Linked DNA regions of Mus musculus: all the other regions are linked to region 6. A link is a contact called in public HiChIP or PLAC-seq, capture Hi-C and promoter capture Hi-C data. All regions are on one chromosome and are shown on one strand. The core of a region is the stretch at or near the end of the contact, and the rest is flanking DNA. Distances in the headings are between cores, read along the strand shown. Region 1 holds the start of Sult1a1 (sulfotransferase family 1A, phenol-preferring, member 1). Region 2 holds the start of Nupr1 (nuclear protein transcription regulator 1). Region 3 holds the start of Aldoa (aldolase A, fructose-bisphosphate). Region 4 holds the start of Ino80e (INO80 complex subunit E). Region 5 holds the start of Fbrs (fibrosin). Region 6 holds the start of Qprt (quinolinate phosphoribosyltransferase). Region 7 holds the start of B130055M24Rik (a long non-coding RNA gene).

Region 1 (3,206 bases), core at 409-2,908, 450 kb before region 6:
GAGCCCTTCCAGAGTGACAGCCAGTAACCCTCCATATGAGATGAAATAGGGCTTGAATAGTTCCACAATTCCCAGAAGAACAAACCAAAGCTATGATGACCCCCAAAAGGCCCCTTGCATCCTCTCACCCCCCCCTTCCATTCCTTCTTTCTTTTTCTCTGTCTTTTTGAGTGAGACATGGTCTTGGACTTGCTGTGTAGCCAGTTGCCCCCAGTCCTTCTGCCTCTACTTCCCACATGCTGAAAAGCACTACCATAACTGGGGTTTTCTGTTAGTTGGTTGGTTTTACCTTGATCTTTTGATCCAGCAGACTCTGAGGGAGTAAGGACAAGGGCAGATGTGTCTTAATGATCCGTGGGGCTGGTGTCTCTTTCAGAGTTTCAAGACCTAAGTTGAACAAGGAACTTTGTTAAACTGGGGCCCGGTCCTACCTTTTTCCACTTGTCTCTAGCACCCCCATGCACATACCTGGGGGGACCCCTGGGCAGCTGAACTCAAGGAAGGGTATCCGGGCATAGACGGGGGCCCGGCCACACTTATCTAGCTTGCCACCCTGATAGATCATATCCATGATCTCACTCATCCAGGTAGTACCTGGAAAGGGAGGAGCAAGAGGTGAGCGAGGCTCAGAGTCTTGACCTGCTTACCAAAGTGTGTGTGTGGTGGGGACCACTGCTCGCTCACCAGACTTTGGGTACGTGCTGATGAGCACATCATCAGGCCAGGCTGTGAAGTTCTGCAGTTGCTCCATTGTCTCCGCAAAGTATTTGATGAGTGGGATTCCCTTCACAGGCACCAGTGGTTTACGCAAGGGCTCCATGTTGCTGCATTGAGAACAGAGTAAAACCCACTTCTCTAGCAAGTCCACAGTACCATGTGTTAAATGATTTAAGACGGGGATCCTGGGGCTTTGGCAGAGCCCCCCAAAGTGGCAGGTAGATCTGGGATCAAAGGCAAATCTATCTCCACCAAAAGTCACCACTGTGCTATGTCTGATCACCTGTGGAACATTGTTCCATGTCCCTAGTGCCCAAGCATACATAGTCCAGGCATTAAAACACTCTGAGGTAGAATCAGTCCAATGTGTGCTGTTTCCTAGGATATTCCAGCTCATACATGAGAAAACGGCAGGCACCAGCCGAGTCTTCACTACTTCCTAGTGCAGCTTCAGGCCATGGCCTCTCTCTATTTTTTTCCCCTTGAACTTCCTGTTATCTTCAGAAATGCCTCAGCCCATCTAGAACTGATATCCTATTTTGCTCTGAGACAAATATAACCAATTTAGCTATTAAGCTTGTTGCAAGGTAGGGAGAAACTTTCTACTAAAATAAAAAGGATTCTAAAACAAGCCAGAGCGGAGGGGAACTCAGACAAACCACAGTTGCTCTTCTGAGGTGGGGTATGCATGGAGAAAGTAGAGAGGCTAGAGGCCCAGGCAGCAGTCAGGCAGACTAATCAAAGTGTAAGGACTAGCTGGCACTTGAAGAGCAGTGGAACCAGTATCTGGGCAGGACAAGGTGGCCACCCCACTCTGCCACTCACCTGGGGTTCTGAGCCATGCCTCCCTCGGTGCTCAGTGGTAGGGATCTTTGTGTAGGCTTTGCAATGTGGGGAATGCAGAATTGGTCTTTGAGCTGGAGATTTTGTGTCCCAAGTGGGAGGAAGTGGAAACAGTGCTAGGACTGGCTGTTCTCCAGAAACAAAAAGGGGAGGAGGTGGAGTAGGGCAGGGTTCTGTTAACCATACTGTGGACTGTGGGTTTAGCCTGTTCAAAACAAAACAAAACACCAATCAGGCCACAGCATGGACAGTGGGTTTCTTTTGCTCTGCTTCTGACTCCTTCCTAACTTACCTAAACTTAAGGTAGAACAATGGGACTTTTCTAATTAACCCACTCTGGCATAGGGAAGAAAGTAGCCAGATGGGGACACCTGCTGGCTCCAAGCCAGTCTTGAGGACACCTTGGGCTTCGATCAGAGCAACCACAGCGATGCCTGGAACCTCTGACGTCAGGGAAAGTCCAGAATGATGGGAAGGAGCAAGGTCAAGGAACTAGAGGTGCAACAGAGTTGGAGGGGTGTTCATGGGAGTGTGAGTCTAAAGGCCCTGGAAGGTGCCCCTGCCTTCATGGCTCTAGTCTACCTCATCCAATACCACACGTGACTGGTGGAGATCAGTCCCTAGAAAGATTTTCACCCTCTGCAAAGACAAGAGGCTGCAGCTGGGAGAGACACACCTCCAGGAGTGAGGAGTGCCCCCTTGACCTCTGTCTGCTGTTGGAGTGAAGATGCAATATCAAGCTGCACTGGGGCTGCAGAGGCTCCTGTACCACAGCTGTGCACCTCCTGACCCTTACAGAGTTGTCATCTCAGAGGAGAGCTGTGCAAAGCTGGGCATCAGGACAAGACTTCCCATTTCTCTAGAGGAAATTGTGTTTGTTTGAGACTATGTAGACTGATGACAGGACCACTCCGAGGTGTGACTGAGGGGAGGATTTTATTGTAGATGCTAGGGAGAGTTCAGCCATAGTGATCTGGAAGAGTCCAGAGAGAAAGAAGTGGACTGAATATGACCAGAAAACTGGACTTGGCCATGAGAAGTGGGTTTGGGCATGGGATAGCAAGAGATGAAGACAAAGACGAGGACTTGGAGAGTGGGGTTGGGGGATGCGTAGCTGAGATAGCTGGGTTATAGGACAGTGAGAAGCTGGTAGAAAGGGAGCCTCTGGGCCAGGGGAGCGAGAGGAGCCAAGATGCCAGCATGCCTTTTAGTGTGCTAATAGGTACCACAGATCTGTTCCTTCTGCCAGAATAAGGGAATGGCTCCTTTAGTAGAGGAGAACTGCTTCGAGAGATCCTAAAGAATGCTGGCTTTGGAACTGACAGAGACAAGGTCTCATACTGGATCCTAGGCTGACTAGGAATTCACCATGTAATCCAGGGTAGACTTGATCTTGTGGCAATTCTGCTCCAGCATGTCAAGGGCTAAGATTGCAGGTATGAATGTATATATTCATATATTATGTCATCTTTTTTCTTGTGGGTGGGCGTTCGGATCCAGTGCCAGGCCTTAGAGCCATGGGATCTACTAGCATGCACCTATGAAGAGAACTGGTACCAGTGGAGAGGGGATCCTCTCAGAACTTGGTACCTATACAGAGGGCCACCAGCAGAGCCGCATCGCTGGAGGGACAGTGTTGAGTTGCA
Region 2 (3,403 bases), core at 507-3,006, 500 kb before region 6:
CTTCCTCTCCATTGGAAAGGCTCCATGGGAACTCCCCCCACCTCTGGTTACCAGGGAGCTCAGTCAAATACGGGTCTCATATTATTTTAGATGTAGAATAAAAATAGTGTCACAACACTATTGTTTTGTTTTGTTTTGGTTTTGGTTTTTGTTTTTTGTATTTTGTTTTTTCGAGACAGGTTTCTCTGTATAGCCCTGGCTGTCCTGGAACTCACTTCTTAGACCAGGCTGTCCTTGAACTCAGAAATCCATCTGCCTCTGCCTCCCAAGTGCTGGGATTAAAGGCGTGTGCCACCACTGTCCGGCCAACACTATTTTTTTCATTTATTGATATGCCAATGTGTTTGCATGCATGTGCGCACATGCGTATTCTCGTGTGCTACTTTGAGCATATGGAAGTCGGTGGACATTGGGGGCACAGAGGTCCTTGTACTCAAGAGAAGCACTAAGAACCAGAAGTTTTAATCATGCCGTGTGTCTCCTCAATGCAGGAGATAAAGTCAAATACCTGCATTCCACTCAGAAATCTGAGAGTGGATTTTGTTAACAACCTGGTGAGCTTTTGGCTCTGTGTGGAGTCAGACCTCCCCAGCTTTTGCTATAGAAGCCGACCTCACTCAAGTTCTCCAGAATGATAATCCCAGACTCTCCCCTCCCTAGACCATTACCCACTCTTAGGAGAGATGTCACATCTGCCTGATGACCTCCATGCTATTGGTCAGAGACCACTCTAGATTCTAGGCCTTTAGCTCTAGAACCCACCCTCATGGAGTTTCAGTGTAGTCACACCTCAAGCTTTATTGTGCTCCTGGAATTGAACTGATGGACCTGACTGTTGCCTAGAAACCTCTTCCCAAATTGTACTGTGTTTTAAATATGCTGACAGTGAACCGCCTGGCGTTAGATGCCCTGAAATCTGATCCAAGCTGATGGAATTCGGTCTGAATGGGGTTTTCATTCTTATCACTTCCCTGCCTGGACATCTATCTGCAGGGCTCCCTGGGAACACAGCTTGCAGTTGGTTCTCTCCCCTTTCATCACTCGAGTCCCAGAGATCAAGCACAGGTTGTCCTGCTTGCCTGCAAGAGCCTCTACCTGCAGCGCCATCTCACCAGGACCAGCTTTTGGCTCCCCGCTTCCCGCTCGGCACACTTAGGCCCGGCTCTCCCGACTCACCTCCAGCTCCGTCTCAGCGCCAGGCTTTTTTCCTTTCAGAGTTCTGGAACTTGGTCAGCAGCTTCCTCTCATGCCCGCCAGGGCTAGGGCGGTTGGTATTGGCAGCAGCTTCTCTCTTGGTCCGACCTTTCCGACCTCCCCCGACTGGTGGAGCAGGAGGTAGAGGAGGTGTGTGAGGTTAGGACAGGCATATAAATGGCCAGAGTGGGGCGGTCACGTCTTCACGTCTGAAGCACTCTATCCTTGCTGTTTACTCAAGTATAGAATGAGAGATGCTCACTTGTGAGTTCTTGGGGCTAAGGGAGACAGAACTCAGTAGATGAGACTAGAAGGGGTTACTTGGGAGTTGGGAATAGATTAGCTAGGAAAGGTAAACCGGGGTACCCAGTGAGAAGCAGATGGGCTGACCAAGGAGCTACCACGAAAACCTTACCGACACAGGGATGGGCCAGGCTGTACTGATCATATTCATCCAGGATTCCATCTTCATCCTCTAGGTTTAGAGGTTGCTGGGAAGGGTTGGCTGTTGGTGGCAAGGTGGCCATTATGCCTAGTCTGCTCTCTCCAAAGTCTTGCCTGTGTCTCCTTGTCTGAATGTCTGCCCTCTCCCAGTTTCTCACCCTACTTATAACGCTGTCTCCTCCCTAAACCACGGGGTTGGCCCCCGCCCTCCAAGCCCTGTCTGATGCAATCTGGCCCTTTCCCAGAACTGGGCCCATAGACAGCAGTCCTGAGCAGAGAGGAGCACCCTCCCCTCCCTCCTCCCTCACAGGACTCACCCAAGCACAGCTGTGTTTTTCCACGTGGAAAGCTCTCGCCTCAGGGGCGGAGGAAGCAGACAGGATCTGGGCACAGTCTTTGGGATATTGGCCAGGGAGAGCAGAGGGCCTCAGATAGGCCAGTCCTTCCTATCATTTCAGCCTCTGCCACAAGCCCCTCCTGGGCCTGGGTCATAGTTAGACAGACAGACAGACAGACAGACAGACACACACACACACACACACACACACACACACACACACACTGTAGTCTGGTTCAGATTCAGGAGGTAGTGGCAGCATACATACTGAAAAGGGAGGGAGGAGGGACACTGACCCACTTCTTGCTTGGTCAGCAGTTCCTGTCACACCCAAGGCTTCTATTTTTGTGAAAAGTCCCCTTCAACAGAGTCCCCAGGGACTTCTTCCTCATGCAAGATGGAGGATAGCTAGCTGGTAGAGACAGCAAATACCCTGGATTCCACACTCTGATTCCTGATCCACCTCCCTCTACCTTTCTTTCTGACAGAATCCTTCTATGGAGCCCAGGTTAGCCCTTGAACTTGCAATTCTCTGGCCTCCTCATCCTAAATGCTGGGATCACAAGTCAGCTCAGATCCAGTGTTTCCTGCTGTGTGACCTTGGACACGTCACTTTCCCTCTCTGATTGCTTCAGGTTCCCCCTTTAACAGAGGATAACTCTATCTGGCTCTGTTGGTGAGAGGTTGCAGACTCATGAGGCCTGGAAAACCTTCACAAGCGGGAACAGTGTAAGGATTAGTCACAACTTCCCATGGGTTCCCATACAGTGCCCTTGCCTTGACCCTCCCCCCTCAAAAAAAAAAAGGGTGGAGAAAAGGAATTTAAAATAAAATATTGTGTGTTGGCAAGATGACTCAATGGGTAAAGTACTTGCCACCAAGCCTGACAACCTGAGTTTATCGGTTTCCAGGACCCATACAGTATGGGAGAGAAAAATGTCCCATAAATTGTCCTCTGACCCTCACATTCCTATCCATGTACACACACAATAAATACGTGTGACTTCTAAAATTTAAATAATATATTGAGGGCAGAATGAAATAAACAGGTATTTGTGCTTTGATACCCCCTGCCTTGTTTTTTAGGCAGTCTCACTGTTTTAGCTGTGGCTGGCTAAGAACTTGCTCTGTAGGCCAGATTTGAGTCTAGTGTTGAACTCAGAGATCAACCTGCCTTTGACTCCTGAGTGCCAGGTTTAAAGGTGTGCATCACCACACCCAGCCAGTATGAATCAAGTGTGAACTAATAGTAAGCTTTTTCAGTCCATACTAGCTTCCCTTGGGTTGTTTGATAAGAATTAGTATGAATTTTAAGTTCAAATAAAAAGCATGTGAAATGAAATTTTCTACTTTTTTTTTATTTTAAAAAAAGTTTTCATACAATGTATTCTGATCAAGGTTTCTTTTCTCCAACTCCTCCCAGACCCT
Region 3 (3,378 bases), core at 645-3,144, 320 kb before region 6:
TGGACTTGATAACTTGGGGGAAGGGACGTCCATCATCTGCCTTCTGGTACAGTGTCTCGTGGAAGAGGATCACCCCCCCAATGCAGGGATTCACACGGTCGTCTGCAGTCAGCAGCAGCTGGCGGTAGAAGCGCCTGTTCTCCTCGGTGTTCTCGGTGCCAATGGACTGCAGGCGCTTGGCAATGCTTCCTGAAGGGAGGAGGGTCATGTGGGGAGATAAGGGGATCAGCCTGCTAGCTCCAACCTTGGGTCCCTCCTCCCCCTTTCTTCTGCCTGTACCGCACCGGTGGACTCATCTGCAGCCAGGATGCCCTTGCCCGGAGCCACAATGCGGTGAGCGATGTCAGACAGCTCCTTCTTCTGCTCCGGGGTCAGTGCTGGGTATGGGTGGGGCATGGTGCCGGTGGCAGTGCTTTCCTGGGTGAGGGAGGCAGACAGAGACCAGCGCTTAGTTGGACCATCCCATGGTCTCCCCGGTAACAAAGCTTCCCTGGAGGCCAGGGCACTAGCCCCCACCTCCCCTGCCCCACTCCCTGAGGGTCCTGGGATACTTCCTGTCCCAGAGCTCTCCCCTACTCCCGACTTCCCTATACTAGACCTGCCTCTTCCTGTACCTTTCCTAACTCTGTCTGTTGCTGGGTGTTGCCCAGCTCAGAGTGGGGTTGCTCACTGGCAACTGGGGGAAAGGAAAAAGCCAGAGCCAGGGACAGGCGGGTCATGTTGAAGCTGGACCCATCTGGCCTGCGCGTTGCCATGGGTCACCTTGCCTAGAAACAAAATTGAACCGGGAATATTTTAGAATTTAAGGATCACGAATAGGGCAGAGAGCCTAATACCCTCATCTGAAAGAGCCCAAGAAAGAAATGATCTGTGCTCAAAGCCACATAGCAACCCAAAGGCGAGAGTTAAGAGAGAACCAAGATTTCCCGACTGAGGTGGGGGGGCCCCTTCTAATCCACCCAGGGCCGGCCCAGGCTTCAAGGACACCCCAAGGTCAGGCTTCTCTCTTCGTGATGGTTGCGGGGGAGGAGCTCGAGGAAAAGGATTAATTATTAGGAAAAACACAGGGCCATCAGAAGCACAGAAAAGGGGCTATGGAGCCCAGGTAGAACGAAACCTTTGCCTCCATACTGTTAGAAGGGGAGGGAAAGGATGTACGAGGCACGTGCACTTCTACGCTACAGCGGTTCCAGACTCAGAATCAAGGTCACAGATAAGGAAAGATAGTAAAGTGTTAATGGGCAACAGAGTACTGCAGCTGAGGAGTTTAGCCTTCTCTCCTGGGGCTCCCCCGAAAGGAAACCAATTTCCTCCACCCCATCGCGTAAATCCTGAGACGGTGTAAGAGCCGATCGCCCCCGTCTCCCCATCGCTTCTTGAGATCTCTTGAATAGGAAATGGGACCCTGATGCTTTGCATAGCGGAGAGTTTTTGCAAAAATAAAGAGGGGTCTGTTTTTCCACCTCATCTTGCTTCCTCCCCCGGCATGACTCAGCGCGCTGAGTTGCTGCGTGGCGCAGCGAACCGCCAGGGCGCAGGCCGGAGAACCCGGGCTGGGGGCAAGCGTGGGGGTAGAAAAAGGAGAAGTGAGGGGCCGTGGGGAAGACGGCTCTGCACTGCCCGCCACCGGCCCAAGATCCTAACCCCATAGACCCTTCCCCGAGCACGTGTCAAATGGCGCTCACCTGGCACAGGACGGGGTGGGTCTGCCTGGTACGCCGGTGGGTAGGCGAAAGGACTAAGGAGCGAACGCGGCTAGGGTCACCAGAACCTCGTTCTGCTGCGCGTTCCAAGAGAACGCAGCCTATTCAGCTGGGTTGGGGGGGACGGGAGGCGGGGCCCCGGACATTTAAAGGCGCCGCTCCGCCCTCTGCAGGTTTTTTCCCTTGCAGGGACGGGAACCGTCCAATTGAAGGTGGGCACTGTGCGCAGCACCGCCCCAAGATGCTCCGATAGGAGGCGGCACTGGGGAGGAGACAAGCGGCTAGAACACGATCCCTCCTCCGCCCCGCTAGGACGTGACTCGAGCCACATCCCGCAGGTCACCAGGCCCCCCCCCCCAACACCCCCCCCCCCAACCCCTGCCTGGCGCGCGCGCGAACATCGTGACTCAGCCGGAATGTGGGTTGGCGAAGAGTAGGGAGGGGGTCAGAGTGAGATGGTGGCTGGCCTCTCCTCCAAGACCCCTGGCTTCCGGCTGTGTAGTTGCAGCCTGACGTCACTGCTAAGAACGCAGAGCTTCGGAGCCTCCCTGCCTGCCTGCTTCGTCGCTTGACTAAAATGCAGGGCGCGTTCCATCTCTCCCTGGCCAGAGCACGGCGCAGCTGACATGGTACGCAGGCAAAACCTCCCAGAACTAGTGTGCCGGCCACATCGGAACTGAGTGGCGTATCCAGGCCTGGCGTTGCCTAGCAGATTGGCGGGAGGCACCACCCGCGAGCTAAACACACCCAGTTTGAGGAAATGACCGACAAGGACTGGCCCAAGCCAGACAGGTCTTTCCCGAACCTGATTTCCTTCTCCAAAATAAAAAAATCCGTCTCGGAGCTCTCTTGTCACCCTGTAACTCTCAGAGCACTCAGTTTCCTCAGGTCCCAATCCGCAACCCCCATTCCCATCCTGCAATCCGGATAGCGGCCCACCTGTGGCGCAGTGACAGAAGCCGCAGAGCCCGGTCAGCAGAGAGTGAGCCCGGCAGTCCAGGGCTGGGTTTTAAGGCAGCTCCTACTCCCCACCCCTCCCCTACACACCCCCGCACCAGTGTCCCAGACCTTCTCGGTAACCCCTGCCCTTTCCCCACCACGAATCCCGCGGCCGGGACCTATATTTAGGGAAACCTGAGGCTCCTGACATTCATCCCTGCGTGGGGGGTGAAGAAGAGGCAGCTTTGGTTTGCCTTGAGAGGAGGAGGTGCCACTGCTCACTCACCGGTCTTTAGAGGAACCTCTTCCTTGGAAATACAGTGAAATTAGTCAAGAAATCAGTCTCAGGTCCAGGATCTGTAAGGCAGAACAAGAAGGGAAAACATCTAGATATTGCCTCCCACTGCCTCCTCTGGTTCCCTCCTCCCTTGACTCTGGTGCCTGCTGGTGGTTGTACTTTTTTTTTTTTTCCAAAGGAGAGCAGATGCAGGCAGGATACTCACCTCTTAAAATAACCAGGAGTCTAAAGGCAGGGTGTGGCTGGCCATCCCTTTATCCTGATAGTCCAGGTTGGCAGAAACCTCCCACACTGTTGCCTGGGTGAGCAATGTCCTGCATCCTCACCCTCACATACAATAGTTTATCAGGGAAGGGAGAGGAAGAAAGGCAGGGGCACTGGCCAGAGCATCAGGCCCTTTTCAGCGGTCCAAGGGCTCTCAGAATCCTGCCTTTCAGA
Region 4 (3,410 bases), core at 281-2,780, 260 kb before region 6:
ACTTTTTCACTTATTATAGACAACTGATAGAAATGACAAGCAGCCAGAGGCTTCCTTCATTTTGCCAGCCTGTGTCAAGCACAGTACCTAGAACACAGTGGATAAGGAAATACTTGAAAATCCAGAGGCGTGGTGTGTTCTTTGGAGGCAGAGGCAGGCGGATTTCTGAGGCTAGCCTCAGGCTAGCCTGGTCTACAAAAGGACTACACAGAGAAACCTTGTCCAATGGGGTGAAAAAAGACAAAACAGGAAGAAGGTGACAGAAGGCAGCAACTAGGCTTAAGAACCATTGGAGGGGCCTGCATCAGCTTCCGGACCCTAGGAGGGTGGACCTAGGAACACGTGTTTCAAGGGCCAGTATCTCATATCTTCCTAAAAGTGGTCATGACTTTGCTCACCAGAGGAGTCTTCATCCACGTTCTCATACTGCAGAAGTCGATCTAGAAGGAAACTGAGACAAGTGGGAAGGAGGGTGGGTATCCCCATTTTGGTGGTCTTGAGCCCTACCTAGTCCCTCCTAGGAGACCCACTGGATCCTCCTAAGACTGCATGCATTTGGGATCCTGTTCCGGGACGGCGTAAGAACGGATTCCCTGGGAGTTAACAGTGCCCTCGTGCCCACAAGATGCCTTACCTCTTGTCTCGGGAAACCTTCAGCAATTTCCTTTGCGCCTTTCTGAGCTCCTCCTGGAAGCACTCGTGCTCCTGCGGCGGACAGGGCGGGTGCTGAGCCAAGAGCAATCCATAAAAGACCCAGAACCCGGAGACATCTCTCCCTACTCACCCCCTTTACCACATGGGTAAACTGAGGTCCTCTCCGAGTTAGGCCTCACACTCCACAACCGCCCCACGCTGGCACTCACGTAAATGAGGAACTTGAGCTTCCGCTTCAGATTCCTGTATTTCTTTTTGTAGTCCACTTCGCCGTCCGCTGGTCCGTTCATGACCCGCCAGGGAGAAACGCCCCGGAGTAGAGTCCCGCTACCCAAGTCCGCCCGGCCTCTCACACCTCCACTTCCGGAGACTTTGCAACGCCGTATGAAACGGACTACAACTCCCAGCGTCCTCCGCGCGCGGGGAGCGTAATCACACCGCCCGCCCTCCTGGGGGAAGACCCGAAAGGAACGCTGCTTCCAGTGGCTTCGCGGTGAGCTGAGGTCACAGAGGAGCTGGACACTGGGGGGGCACAATTATTGATTGTAAACTGTTTATAAAGATTTGGAACCAAAAGAATATAACCAGAAATTCAGTATGTTAGCGAGAATACCGTCTCCCTTCTGCCTTTCGAAACAAGCGACCTAATTTGTTAATCCCGACCACAGGGATTGATTGAACTGATTACGTTATAAAGACTGCCGGCGCCGAACCGGCTTCTAGCGAAAATTTTAACACGTAGTTTTAGCAAAGAGTCGAAACCTCGCTCAAGACCCACCAGCTGCTCAGGAAAAAGCAAGGTCGGCCAAAGTTTTCCGTCTCAGTGCTCCACATCGGAGGCTCAACGGTCCCATTCCTCACGAAGCCGCCGCACTGCGCGTGCGCAAACTACTGTCGCTCGGGAAACCAGCCTTGAAGAAAAAAAGGCGGGAGCAACCAATCCCTGGTGACGCAAAATGGCGCCGGGAGATGAGATGCGAAAATTCACTCGCAGCTTCTTTCGAGCTTGCCCGGACCTCAGGTGCATAGAGTCTGGGTATTAGAGTCTGGGTTGTGAAGGGGAGGGGTTAGGCTGGAACTCTGTCATGACACGTGTCTCTGTAGCTCGGTTACGCACGCCATCGTGCGACAGAAATTTTTGATTCACGTGGGTCGGGATCATCTTGAACCTGAAGAGAAGCAGGCGTTGAAGCGGCTGGTGGAGGAGGAGCTGCCGAAAATGCAGGTGTGGGTCTAACCCTGGGCCAGCAGAGACAGGGTTTGTTGCTGAGGGGTTGGGGCAGGGCATCTTGGTTCGGTTTGCCCTCATGCTGCACCCACAGGCGGATGCTGGTACCAGGGAAGGAAAGCCAGACTTTATCAAAGTGAAGAGGTCTCCTGCTCCCTGCAGTGACCCAAAGAAGAAAAGGTTCCGCTTTAATTCAGAGTCAGGTTAGTGCCTTCTTCCCTGTTTATCTGTCTGTGACTCCAGCATCATTGGTTTCTTCAAAAGGCGAGGCGCATGTATTAATTGCAAGGCTGGGGCTTGGGGGACAGTGAGTCAGGAACCAGCTGGGGCCACAGCTGTGGTGCTTCTTGCTGCCCTTCACTCTTAACCAGAGTAGATCTAGAAGCATCCTATTCTAGATGGAAGGAGAGGGAGGAATCCATCCAGTCCCATCCCCATGTTTCAGAATCCAGCTCTTCACCATCCAGTCCAGATGGCTCAGGACCCTCAACAAAGAACAGGACAACCAAGAAGACATGTCTAAGAAGAGCCTTAAAGAAAGCAGTTGAGAGCACAGATGAAGACCACCAAACAGACCTGGATGCAAAGATGGGATTGGAGGAGAGCAGTGAGGGGGAAGCAGAGGGCTCTGTTAGATCAGGTAAGGTCACCGAGGAAGAGGAGGACATGAAACAAGAACAGAAGGGCCAGGTTAGAAAGCAAGCTGGGGCCAAAGACAAGCAAGTACCACTCAAGGCAGACAGGAAGCAGGTTAGGGAAGAGAGTGGGAGCAGTGAGGAGGAGGCTGTGCTGCAGAGAGCAAAGGTGGAGGGAAGCACAGGTGCTAACTGCCAGGAGGAGAGTGAAGAGAGCGGAGAGGAGAGCCCAGCTAAGAAGAAAGAGCTTAGTGAGCCCAGATCCAGAAGTAACAGAGCAGAGAGAACAGCCAGGGAGAGAAAGAGCTATAAGCAGAAAAGCAGGCCTGGGAGGCCAACTGGAGGCTTGCGAGACAGCGAGGCAGAGAAGGAAGGGGGCACAGTGGGCAGTGGGGACAGCAGTGAGGAGGGGGAGGCAGAGAAGGAAGGAGGCACAGTGGGCAGTGGGGACAGCAGTGAGAAGGGGGAGGCAGAGAAGGAAGAGGGCACAGTGGGTAGTGGGGACAGCAGTGAGGAGGGAGAAGAGCACTCGGTGAAGAGAAAGAGCAAGGTCAGGACCCAGACCGAGAGTGGGAGGAGGCAGAACACAAGCAGCAGGGATGACAGTAACAGCACACAGGAGCAAGCAGCTGCTCAAGGCACTACAAAGTCAGGCAGCCTAGGCAGCAGTAATGGTGACAGTGACACAGAGAGGGAAGTGAGTGACTCCCAGGCAGGACAAAACACCAAAGAGGAGAGGAAGAGCCGCTCTTCCAACAAGAGCTCCAAGAACGGCCAGGCCCGAAGTTGTTCATCTTCATCAGATTCGAGTCCAGAACCCACAGGTCAGAAGGGCAAGGCCCGAAGTTCCTCATCTTCATCAGATTCAGGTCCAGAACCCACAGGTCGGAAGG
Region 5 (2,973 bases), core at 420-2,919, 360 kb after region 6:
CTGAAAAAGCGCTTGGTACATACATAAGCTTAGTAACCAGAGTTTGATCCCCAAAACCCATGAACATGTTGAAGACTCTACAAAGTTGTCCTCTCGTCTCAACATACATCTAATGGCACTCGCACCCTCACATACATCATGCCCACACACTAATGATACATTAAACAATCAGATCAGAGTGGTACAACCTAAGTGCTGCAGTTGGTGGCACAGTGGCCAGGACCTTCACTCTGGAGCTAGAATCCTGGCAGTTTGTATACAGATACCTTTGGTAAAATGGATCGGAGAGCAAATATTTACCTCGGAACTCATTACCAAGTGAATTAATGTGAGAGAGTACTTCGCACTGGAGTGCAAAGTGTTTATTATTGTTGAGCACAGGAAGGGACGGCCACTGGGAGCTTGGTCTCCGCCCCACCTCTGACTCTCGCGGATCGTGCTTGGGTTTTCTGAGACGCCACGGTAGACAGATCCGCCCAAAGACGGGCAGAAGGCATTAGCGCCATGCGCTTGCGCGAAATACCAACAGGCAAAAAGGCAGCCACTACACACCAGAAAAGCGCACCTAGGACAGCCTAACGCCTACCAGTGGCCTGCTGCCTACCACTCCAGGCACCACCTCCCAGTGCCTCGCACTGTCTCTCAGTAGATGGCCAATAAACAGAGAGCAGGAAGAGGCGGGTGGCCTAAGGAACTGCTCCAAACACCTACTTCGGACCAGTCCAGTCACAAGACCTGGGGAGGGCGGGGCTAACCTGACAACCCAATCCCACATTTGAAGGCTGTTACGTCCGGCACTCCGGCGACTTTGACTCCGCCCTTTGCATTGACGTTTACTTGCCAACCTATAAACGACTGAGCCTCGGAGGGAGGGGGAAGGAGGCGGAGAGAGGAAGGAGGCGTTGGCTGAGGAGGAAGAGGGAGGAGGGGCAGGGAAGTTCTGGTGGAGAAGAGCCGTAGACGCCGAAGAAGACAACAGGAGGATACGGCGGAGTTCCTCACTGTCCAGTGGCCTTTCCGGATCCTTCTAGCTACAAGCCGGTTAGGAACGGAGGAAAGGAGGAAGAGTCTTTTATGTCGGAGGACAGAGAGAGAAGCTCTATCCGTCACCGTTGCCTCACATCCGGGACTTTGGACGGCAGGCTCCGCCCCCTTGCACCTTTCAAGGCTACGGGAGGCGGAGACCTCGTTAAATCTCCTTAAAGGGGTGGGTACCGAACTCGGCCGACTCCAACGCCAGTCTTAAAGGGGACAGCAGAAGCTGACAAACAACTCCTGCTGGAAGAATTGGGGCAAGTGGAGTTTTCCTACCTCCTGCCCCACGCAAGAAGTTCATTAAATTCATCTTAAAGGGGAAGTGACAGCCTGTGAAGGGCTAGAAACTTAGCTACGCTCTCTAAAAAGGGACGACTCGCTGTTTGAAGGCCTCTGGACTCTTTAAAGGGGTGGCCTCTTTCAGCCGGAGGACTTGAGACACTTTTAAAGGGGAAGTCGTGCTTTCCGCCCCTTTTAAAGGGGTGGTCCTTCCTCTTCCTCTGGGAGACTTGCCTCGACCCCTGGCACGGGGCCGCCACCGCACTAGACCAGCCGGACACGGTGGAGTCGTCTTAAAGGGGCCGGGGGCTGGACAATTTGAGGCCTCGCCTTAAAGGGACGGCCGCCCAGTTTTAGTCGTCGCGGCCCCGCCAGCCCTACAGGGGGGGCCTTCAGGCTTGTCGCCCCGGGGGCGGCGCCGGCTCTCTGGGCCTTGGCCTTGGGGCAAGCCAGAGGCCAGCGGATCCTGTTTTAAAGAGGAAGCCGGAGCTCTCCCGTCCCTGTGCAAGCGCCAGCGCCGCGCTCGCGACCCGGGGCCTGTGGACAGGCCGCTTCGGGCCCCGCCGCCTCCGGATGCGGCGCTGAGGGCCGTCACCATGGAGACGGCCGCGGCCCCAGGCCCGGGCTGGGCAGCTGAAGGGGAGCGGCGACGGAGACGCTGCTCGCGGCGAGACCGTGATCGGGAGCAGCGGCGCCGCCGAGGTCCAGGCGGTGACGCGCCCCGGGCCTTGTTGGCCGCCCCGCGAGGCTCTTCATCCTCCTCGTCACCGCCGCCGCCCGCCCGTCCCTGGTCGTCAGCTTCATCTGGAGAGCGGCCTGGGGGCCTACGACGGCGGCGGCCCCGACCCAGGCCTCGACCCCCGAGACCGCGAGCTCGGAAGCGGCCTGCCGGTTCGGGCAGCCGCGGAGAGGAAGAGGACGAGGAGGAAGAGGGGGGCGCAGACGACGGAGAAGCCGAGGAGGAGCCTGAGGAGGAGGAAGAGGAGGAAGACCTGATCGATGGTTTTGCCATCGCTAGCTTTGCCAGCCTTGAGGCCTTGCAGGTGTGCCCTAATGGGATTTGGGGGTCTTTGGGAGGTGGGTCAGAAGGGCAGAGAGAAGGGTATAGCCCTTACAGAGGATGGGGTTGAGGGGGCAGTGGTGACACCCCAAACCAGAGCAACCGGCTCCTCTTGCCGGGTTTCTGCCCCACCCTGGGGTGGGAGGAGGTAGAGCTAGTGTCTGGGGACTACCTAGGTTCCCCTGCTTGAGAGGCACTTGAGTAACTTGGTCACCCTTAGAGAGTTAAGGAGCTTTTCTTTCTCCAACCACATTTCCACCACCTCTTCTACAGAAGGATGCATCTCTTCAGCCCCCAGAACGACTGGAACATCGGCTGAAGCATTCTGGGAAACGGAAGAGGGGGGGCTCCAGTGGGGCCACTGGGGAACCAGGGGACAGCTCAGACCGTGAGCCTGGCCGACCCTCTGGGGATAGGCCCCGTAAATGGCCCAATAAGCGAAGAAGGAAAGAGGTGAGCATGTCCCAGATTCCAGTCCTTCCAATTTGTTCAGTCGGAATATATCATTCCTGTAGACTGACTTCCCACGAGCATCACAACTGCCGATCCCAGCAGTAATCCTAGTGTCTAGGAGCACAGGGGAAGGCAGAACAAATTGG
Region 6 (3,385 bases), core at 868-3,367:
ACCAGGCTGGCCTCAAACTCACACCTGGCTAATGTCTACTGTGTTTTTCTATCATTCCTGAGCTCAACTCAGGATCTGCCTACAACTCCCACCCCTCCGCCTCTTCAACACACCGAGTGTGAGCATTGCAGGCTAACTTTTGTGTGAGTCCTGGGGAATCTGAACTCATGCTGGTAAGGCTGGTACTTTACCCACTGAGCCCTCTCTCGAGACCCCATCCTTGAGTATGTGAGGTTTTTAATTTATTCTTATTAAGAATTTGGGTCTGGAGCCTGTGGTGGATCACACACCAGTAATGTCAGCACTTGGGAGGCTGGGGCTCATCGTAAGTTCAAGGTCACTCTGAGCTACATGAGTTGCAAGCCATGTTGGGCTGTGAATCAAGACCCTGGAGATGTGGCCCTGCATATCACTGAGGCTCAAAGGTTAAGTCCACACTGTTCTTGCAGAAGATCCAAGTTCTGTTCCTAGCACACACATCAGGTGGCTCACAACCGCCTGTAACTGTAGGGAGACCCAATGCCTATGGCATCTGGCAACCCCACACATGTGTGCATAACTCCTGCCATGCATAAACAGAATTTAAAATATTAAAAAAATACTCTGTCTTAGGAATAAACAAAACCAGGCACACCCCTTTAATCTCGGCACCCGGGAGGCATAGGCAGGAAGATTGCTGAGTGTTCCAGCCCAGCTAGGGCTCCACAGTGAGGACCTGTCTCAAAACTAAATGAATAATCAGAGGGGAAAGACAGTTCAGGAGGCCCCAAGCTCCATCCCCAGAGACGTACAAAGGTGGAAAGAAGAAGAGAACAACCTCTGAAAAGATGTCCTCTGACCTCCACACTGTGACACCTGACACCCCCACCACCATGCACTCACATACAATAATAAGTTTAAAAATTCAGAAACCCGGGTTGGATGAAAAATGCCATTATTGAACCCCCTTTCTCAGAAAAGGGAATCCATGGCTATTTTCTCAGAATTTCATATTCATGTTGGGCATCCATGCCCTCCCTGAACACCCACCCACAGTTCCTCAGTAAAGAACTCAGGAACCGGGACACTTGCAAAGGTGGTTGAGTTTCCCTACCACCCTGAAGCATCTTCCAGATGCAGAAACCTAGAATCCTTCTGGGTAACTTCCCAGGGTTCCCACAGCTGTGAATCCCCTGGCCTCAAATCCAGGGCAGTGTTAATGTTAGGAGGGAAAGGCAGACCAGGCAGAACACACGGGTTTGATCCCAGCACTTGGCAGGCGGCCGGCGGCAAATTTCGGTAAGTTTGAGGCCAGCCCGATCAGCACAGGCAACTCCCCAGATTCTAGCCAGACCTACAAATCCAGAGCAGGCTCCACAGGCAGGCCAGAGGAGTTGCATGCAAACCGGCAGGAAAGTGGGGAGGATGGGGGAGGAGGCCCCAGGGAGGAAAGGGAAACACAAAAGATTTAAATAAGAGCGGCAAACCTACTAGGGTGGAAGGTCTTAAGCATGCTGCGCAAGTGTCGACCACTGAGCTACACCCCAGACCCAATGCTACTGCAAGAAAAAGAGGCTGTGAGGCTGTAGAAGTCTTCCGATGGCCCTGCAGCCTGTCCTTGATGCACTCTAGGCTCAAGCAGGTGCTGTGAGTCCCAAGCCAGACTCTGCGGCCTGAGCGCAGTCTCCGACTTCATCCCCTCCCCGCCCCCCACACTCTACAGGGATGAGACCGGACTTTGCCTCCGCTTCTCTTGGCTGCTAACAAGGGACAGAGTCCAGGGCTGCTCCCCTTTCCAAACTCCCACTACCAGTCCATCTGACCCCAGCAGAGCAACCCCATCCATTCTGTTCCCAAGCTTCTGCCCTTCCGTAGGGCTCAACACAGAAAGAACCGCGAAGCAAGAGGAGGATTTTGGAGGTTCAAACAAGACAGAGAGAAGCGGACTTGGGAACAAGATCCAAGGAGAGGCCACAAGGGGTTCTTTAGAGAAGAGAGAGGGAGGCAGATGGCTGAAATAGGAAGAGGGACGGGCAGTAGGGGACATAGAAAACAGGAACACAGAGCAGAGACTTAGGTCACCTTCAGGGTCCATGGTGACTTGGAGCAGCCAGCGGGTCAGTGTGTTCACCACAGTTCAGGTCGAATGTTCCCAGAAGCTGAGGCTGGGGGTGGGGCTGCCAGAGAGAGGGGAGGGAGGGGCCGAGCTGGGTCAGTCCTTCCTAAGAGCCCTCACGGTACACCTCTTTGGACCCTCGCTGAGCCAGCCCCACTGCGAACCCCAGAATCAGTGGGAAGTGCTCAGCTGTGAGCACTTAGAAATTCTGACTCCTCTGGCACCAAACAGGCCCTGTTTTCTCCACTTCCAGCCCTGCTGGAGCTCCCTCGGAGTGCAGGGCCATGAATGCCGGACCTCACTCTCCTATGAGGGCCGGAAAGCCTTGTTAGTGGTGTGCTGGGAAAATCGTGGATCCCAGACCTGCACTCAAGCCCCAATTCCGTTCTCCCTAACCCCACCAGAGAGAGGCTCTCACTGTATAGATCCACCTCCTGTGTCCCCAGCCCGTGCTAGGATTAAAGCGCGCACAAGCACATGCGGCCCATTCTCTTTTTATCTCAAATTTTCTGAGGGACAGAGTAGGAACCCCACAAATATCCCCTCATCCCTCCCACTTTTCCTGAGAGCTGCAGTCTGAATGTGCTCCCCCAAAGTCAGTGTGTTGAAAACTTACCCCCCCAAATTTATAGAAATTTGGAGGAGGGGTTTTGGATGAGGCCCTAAGGGTGACGGAGGAGACTGTAGCATCAGTGACTTTGTAGCAGACTGAGAAATATTGCATGTTCTGGATCATATGTGGCTCCTAGCTCTAAATCTTTGGTCATGTATGTTTAACCTGGAGTACACGTGGGAGCCAGAAAACTAGAGATGGACCACAAGGGTGGATACCTAAGGGCTGGGTCAGGGAAATAAAGTAGAGAAGGATGGAATGGGGAAGGGTCAAACCTGGGGGAGGGAGCAAGGTTAGCCAAAATAAAAGGTATATGAAAAAGCTATAGGGAAACCATCTTCCAACCCAAGAAAAAACTATTAGTGAAGATAGTAGAACACTGAGATGTGAAACGAGAGAGAGAGAGAGAGAGAGAGAGTGAGAGAGAGAGAGAGAGAGAGAGAGAGAGAGAGAGACTCAGGGTTAAAGTGAAGAAAAGAGATTCAGAAAAGGGTGGGGGGAAGGGAAGCCCAAACTAAGCGTATATGAGGAAGCATTGCAGGAACCCACTGTTCTGAAAGCTATTTTTAAATATATAATATTTTTTAAATAGGGAGTTGAGCAGAAGTACCCTGCATGAGTGCTTCCCAGAAGACATGAATTATTAAATGAGAACCTCAGTGCCGGGGTGAGCCCTC
Region 7 (3,204 bases), core at 351-2,850, 330 kb after region 6:
CCCAGACCATTGGTAAACTCACAGCCTCAGTTAAAGTACAAACCTCAGGACTGAAGGGGGGTCATGGAGATAAATTAAGGCCTGGCACCACGTGGCAGGCTCAGTGTCTCTAAAGAGATCCCAAGAAAGGCTCCCGGTGTACCCAGAACTCCGGTGTTTTGGAGAGAGCATTGGCACAGATGACCACTCACAGCAGCTTTAGAGCTTTGTGAGCTGGCTGTGTGTGCAGTGGATGTCAGACGAGTGCCACTGCCAAGCCCTCTGGAGCCTAGAGGAGCAGAGTCTCAGAAGGCTGGCACTGAGCGTCACACGTAGACTTTGGGTTTGATTTTACTGTAACTGTGCACTGGTTATTACTTCTTGGAATAAACAAGTATGTAACTTTTTTTTAATAGGAACCCATAGTTAATTTTAGAGAGGTTTTGGATATGATAGAGAAACTTTGAAAGAGACTAGGTATTTTAAGGAGAGTCTGAATTGAGTGTTTGAATTGAGATCTTGGAATGAACAAAAAACAAAGGTTATGGTTAAAAGGGATGGGTTTGTGTGTCATGCTAACAAGGGGTCAATTGTGCTGACTTGTTTTATGCCAACCTGATCCAAGCTAGAGTGATTTGGGAAGAGGGAACCTCAACGGAGAAAAATGTCCTCACCAGATTGGCCTGTGGTACATCCTTTTCTTTTTTTTTTTGGTTTTTCGAGACAGGGTTTCTCTGTATAGCCCTGGCTGTCCTGGAACTCACTTTGTAGACCAGGCTGGCCTTGAACTCAGAAATCCACCTGCCTCTGCCTCCTGAGTGCTGGGATTAAAGGTGTGTGCCACCATGCCCAGCGTGGTACATTTTCTTAATTAGTGATTGATTAAGGTTGACATGGGAGGGCCCAGCCCACTGTGGGTGGTGCTATCCCTAGGCAGATGTTCCTGAGTGTGTAAGAAAGTAGGAGAGCAAGCAGGAGGCAGCCTTCCTTGTGGCTTTCTGCTTCAGTTCCTGCCTTGATGTTCCTGCCCTGCCCTGCTTTGATGATGGATGTTTACATGAAAATATCAATGAAATAAACCCTCTTCTCCCCAAGCCACTTTTGTTCATGGTGTTTATCACAGCATAGAAACCTCTGACCAAGACAACTCCCAAATATGCAGCTGTTGGTCTAGGAGCACTTTGAGAGAGTTGTAAAAAAAAAAAACAAAAAAACCTTGGACTGTATTTCATCCAGTAGTTCACAAGCCTAGATGAACATTCCAATCAATGGGGCTTTTTCTTTTTTAAAGTCAAGAGTGAACCAGGGGCTAGAGAGAGATGTCTCAGTGGTTAAGGACTCTTTCTAGTCTTCCCAGGACCGATGGGAATTGGAGAAGTTCAATGGAAGCTAAGTCCCGGATCCTGGAAAGCAGTAGTTATCTTTTTCAAAGCTCAGTAATTCACTTATGTCAATGAAGTACCGTTTGTAGTTCGTATGCCCACAGTACAAGCAACCTGGTTAACTCTCATCAGACGACAAATTTAGATTGGGTCGACAGTTTAGGGCATTACTCAGGAAGGCAGTATGGTTTTCGTGGGTATTTTTCACTCACTTCTCTGGAATGTTACCCATCTCCGGTACTCCTGCGGATCTAGGGCTGCTGGTTCCCAGTCATCGGTATTTCGTTCCAACCAGGAGATGAGAGCTGGTTTGGGACCTGCGCATCCTGGGGAAGGAGAACCAGTCAGAGAGCTGGCCCGAAGAAAGGATGCTAAAAAATAAACGCCAACCCCTAACAAGCCGATCGCAGGTCAGGACCCTAGGCTCCCTGCCCCCACTCTACCCCGCCCTCAAGCTCCATCATCCCTTAGGCCCCGCGTAAGCAGATTGGGCCGGGCCTCACCGAGCGCGCCCAGGAGGCCGTAGGTCTCGCGCATCACATCCCGGTACAGAGTCCTCTGAGCGGGCTGCAGACACCCCCACTCCTCCGAGGAGAAGTACACGGCCACGTCCACGAACTTCAAGGCCCTTGGCCTCCTGCCCCTTTTCCGAGTAGGTCCAGCCTCTCCGACTGCCCGCAGGAGAAGCGGAGCCGAAGGTGGCGCCATCGGACCTGCTCCCCGGCCTTGCCACGGGGACCCGGAGACCTAGAAGCTCCGTCGGGAAGGCCCGGAGGAAATCTGAATCGGCTGCCTGAGGGGCCGGGCGGCCCGACACAGACCGTTATTCAGGGAACTCCCGCTGGAACTTGGGTGAGAGGCACCGGAAGATGCCTTCGGGGAAGATGGCGGCGCTGCTCCTGCACCACCGCTGCCTAGAACACAGGCAGGTTCCAGCTATCGATTTTATTGACCCGAACGCCATGCCGACTTCTTAACCTCCTTGCCCTAAAGTGTAATGGCGCTGCGAGATGGCTTCTTGCCTACTTTCCTCCTATCTATTGCATTCGTTTATTGGTTGGTAGCTGAAGATCGGGCGTTCTGATTGGTCATCAATGAAGGCGGCCCATTTGAATGAAGCCAACGGATTCTTAAGGGCAAGAAGGTGGATCCTGTGTCTCTAAGCCGGTTGTGAGAAGTCTTATGAATGGGAGGCTTTTCTTGTGTTCTCCAACGCTTGTTTGCCCTACTTGGAGAAGACGTTTCTACAGGTCTTCCAAAGGGAAAGTCACACAGTGACAACATGGATTTTTGAACAGCTACATCCTACGATCATAAAGGTGTCACAGCCAGGAATTCTGAAAAGTACTAGATGAGAAGGGAGCGGTGGTAAGGATCTGGTGCACAAAAGGCGCGTCTGGTAAAATTGAATGACTAGAATGGTAAGTTGACTGGTCTTGTACCTTGGGCAGCTCCTAAGTAGTCTATAGAAGTGAATGGCCTACCTGAGTACCAAGGAAGTTCGCTTGTTTAGAGGTGAGACCAATAGCTTTGGGCTTACCCTTTCTTTGTACAGTGGAATGCACATTTAGGCTACCAGGGGGAACAAAAGACAGATGGCTAGTTGATCCTTTCATTTATAATGAAGCAGGGAAATCACCCCTGTACCGTTGCTTTCCGAAATAGTGCAGCTGTGTCAACGTGTGTCAGGAGTGCATGGGCAACATAGACCCTGTTTTTAAATGAAGAGTGTATAGCCCAGTGGCAGGCATTTGCCTAGCATGCATGGGGCCCAAAGTTCTATAAAAGTATTTTTAAAATAGATACCCAGGACTGGGTATGAAGCCGAACCTATTGCTCCTTT

Evidence for each region. Promoter capture Hi-C pulls out the DNA fragments that hold promoters and counts their contacts. HiChIP or PLAC-seq counts read pairs in DNA pulled down with a chosen protein or histone mark. Capture Hi-C pulls out chosen DNA fragments and counts their contacts.
Region 1: a capture Hi-C map of macrophages shows a contact between it and region 6, with 4 times the contacts expected there. The contact joins the promoter of Sult1a1 here to the promoter of Qprt in region 6. A contact is called at or near these places in 7 of 39 promoter capture datasets (the SN4741 cell line, cranial neural crest, hippocampal neurons and 3 more), 2 of 15 datasets of contacts at CTCF or cohesin (the NIH/3T3 cell line and large pre-B cells), 1 of 115 datasets of contacts at active chromatin or transcription factors (embryonic stem cells) and 2 of 9 other capture datasets (liver and macrophages).
Region 2: a contact with region 6 is called in a promoter capture Hi-C map of liver, with 3 times the contacts expected there. The contact joins the promoter of Nupr1 here to the promoter of Qprt in region 6. A contact is called at or near these places in 7 of 39 promoter capture datasets (cranial neural crest, embryonic stem cells, frontonasal cranial neural crest and 4 more), 1 of 15 datasets of contacts at CTCF or cohesin (the NIH/3T3 cell line), 2 of 484 Hi-C or Micro-C datasets (Sertoli cells and cerebellum), 3 of 115 datasets of contacts at active chromatin or transcription factors (astrocytes, embryonic stem cells and large pre-B cells) and 1 of 9 other capture datasets (liver).
Region 3: a contact with region 6 is called in an H3K27ac HiChIP or PLAC-seq map of embryonic stem cells, with 3 times the contacts expected there. The contact joins the promoter of Aldoa here to the promoter of Qprt in region 6. A contact is called at or near these places in 16 of 39 promoter capture datasets (the C10 cell line, the HPC-7 cell line, the SN4741 cell line and 11 more), 4 of 15 datasets of contacts at CTCF or cohesin (the NIH/3T3 cell line, embryonic stem cells, large pre-B cells and 1 more), 13 of 484 Hi-C or Micro-C datasets (B cells, the MNK3 cell line, Th17 cells and 8 more), 59 of 115 datasets of contacts at active chromatin or transcription factors (the 230-238 cell line, CD8 T cells, the HPC-7 cell line and 38 more) and 4 of 9 other capture datasets (adipose tissue, embryonic stem cells, liver and 1 more).
Region 4: a contact with region 6 is called in a promoter capture Hi-C map of adipose tissue. The contact joins the promoter of Ino80e here to the promoter of Qprt in region 6. A contact is called at or near these places in 4 of 39 promoter capture datasets (the C10 cell line, cranial neural crest, frontonasal cranial neural crest and 1 more), 2 of 15 datasets of contacts at CTCF or cohesin (embryonic stem cells and large pre-B cells), 9 of 484 Hi-C or Micro-C datasets (CD4 T cells, bone marrow-derived macrophages, cerebral cortex and 5 more), 38 of 115 datasets of contacts at active chromatin or transcription factors (the 230-238 cell line, the HPC-7 cell line, the NIH/3T3 cell line and 24 more) and 4 of 9 other capture datasets (adipose tissue, liver, macrophages and 1 more).
Region 5: a contact with region 6 is called in a promoter capture Hi-C map of liver, with 1.9 times the contacts expected there. The contact joins the promoter of Fbrs here to the promoter of Qprt in region 6. A contact is called at or near these places in 1 of 39 promoter capture datasets (liver), 1 of 484 Hi-C or Micro-C datasets (B cells) and 3 of 115 datasets of contacts at active chromatin or transcription factors (bone marrow-derived macrophages, double positive thymocytes and regulatory T cells).
Region 7: an H3K27ac HiChIP or PLAC-seq map of embryonic stem cells shows a contact between it and region 6, with 5 read pairs. The contact joins the promoter of B130055M24Rik here to the promoter of Qprt in region 6. A contact is called at or near these places in 2 of 39 promoter capture datasets (liver and neutrophils) and 3 of 115 datasets of contacts at active chromatin or transcription factors (embryonic stem cells, microglia and pancreatic cancer cells).

Annotation. Positions count from the first base shown.
Region 1 is chr7:126,674,760-126,677,965 of GRCm38.p6, forward strand. It overlaps Sult1a1 (sulfotransferase family 1A, phenol-preferring, member 1), which reads right to left and starts at 1,659. Exons shown (of 8, transcript NM_133670.2): 1 at 1,543-1,659; 2 at 685-824; 3 at 469-594; 4 at 290-387. The coding sequence starts at 1,559.
Region 2 is chr7:126,623,714-126,627,116 of GRCm38.p6, forward strand. It overlaps Nupr1 (nuclear protein transcription regulator 1), which reads right to left and starts at 1,757. Exons shown (of 3, transcript NM_019738.1): 1 at 1,610-1,757; 2 at 1,177-1,320. The coding sequence starts at 1,721. The coding sequence ends at 1,190. All of the region lies in intron 1 of Gm39087 (a long non-coding RNA gene), which reads left to right.
Region 3 is chr7:126,797,360-126,800,737 of GRCm38.p6, forward strand. It overlaps Aldoa (aldolase A, fructose-bisphosphate), which reads right to left and starts at 1,895. Exons shown (of 9, transcript NM_007438.4): 1 at 1,686-1,895; 2 at 285-417; 3 at 1-189. The coding sequence starts at 396.
Region 4 is chr7:126,860,842-126,864,251 of GRCm38.p6, forward strand. Ino80e (INO80 complex subunit E) reads right to left here and starts at 1,531. Exons shown (of 8, transcript NM_001370765.1): 1 at 1,433-1,531; 2 at 864-1,176; 3 at 635-705; 4 at 399-451. The coding sequence starts at 1,488. Hirip3 (HIRA interacting protein 3) reads left to right here and starts at 1,131. Exons shown (of 7, transcript NM_172746.3): 1 at 1,131-1,675; 2 at 1,759-1,879; 3 at 1,977-2,085; 4 at 2,328-3,409. The coding sequence starts at 1,611.
Region 5 is chr7:127,477,289-127,480,261 of GRCm38.p6, forward strand. It overlaps Fbrs (fibrosin), which reads left to right and starts at 1,670. Exons shown (of 18, transcript NM_010183.2): 1 at 1,670-2,357; 2 at 2,648-2,827. The coding sequence starts at 1,911.
Region 6 is chr7:127,119,912-127,123,296 of GRCm38.p6, forward strand. It overlaps Qprt (quinolinate phosphoribosyltransferase), which reads right to left and starts at 2,118. Exons shown (of 4, transcript NM_133686.1): 1 at 2,062-2,118. The coding sequence starts at 2,074.
Region 7 is chr7:127,446,790-127,449,993 of GRCm38.p6, forward strand. B130055M24Rik (a long non-coding RNA gene) reads left to right here and starts at 1,601. Exons shown (of 2, transcript XR_869949.3): 1 at 1,601-2,782. It overlaps Zfp689 (zinc finger protein 689), which reads right to left and starts at 2,369. Exons shown (of 3, transcript NM_175163.3): 1 at 1,865-2,369; 2 at 1,574-1,687. The coding sequence starts at 2,069.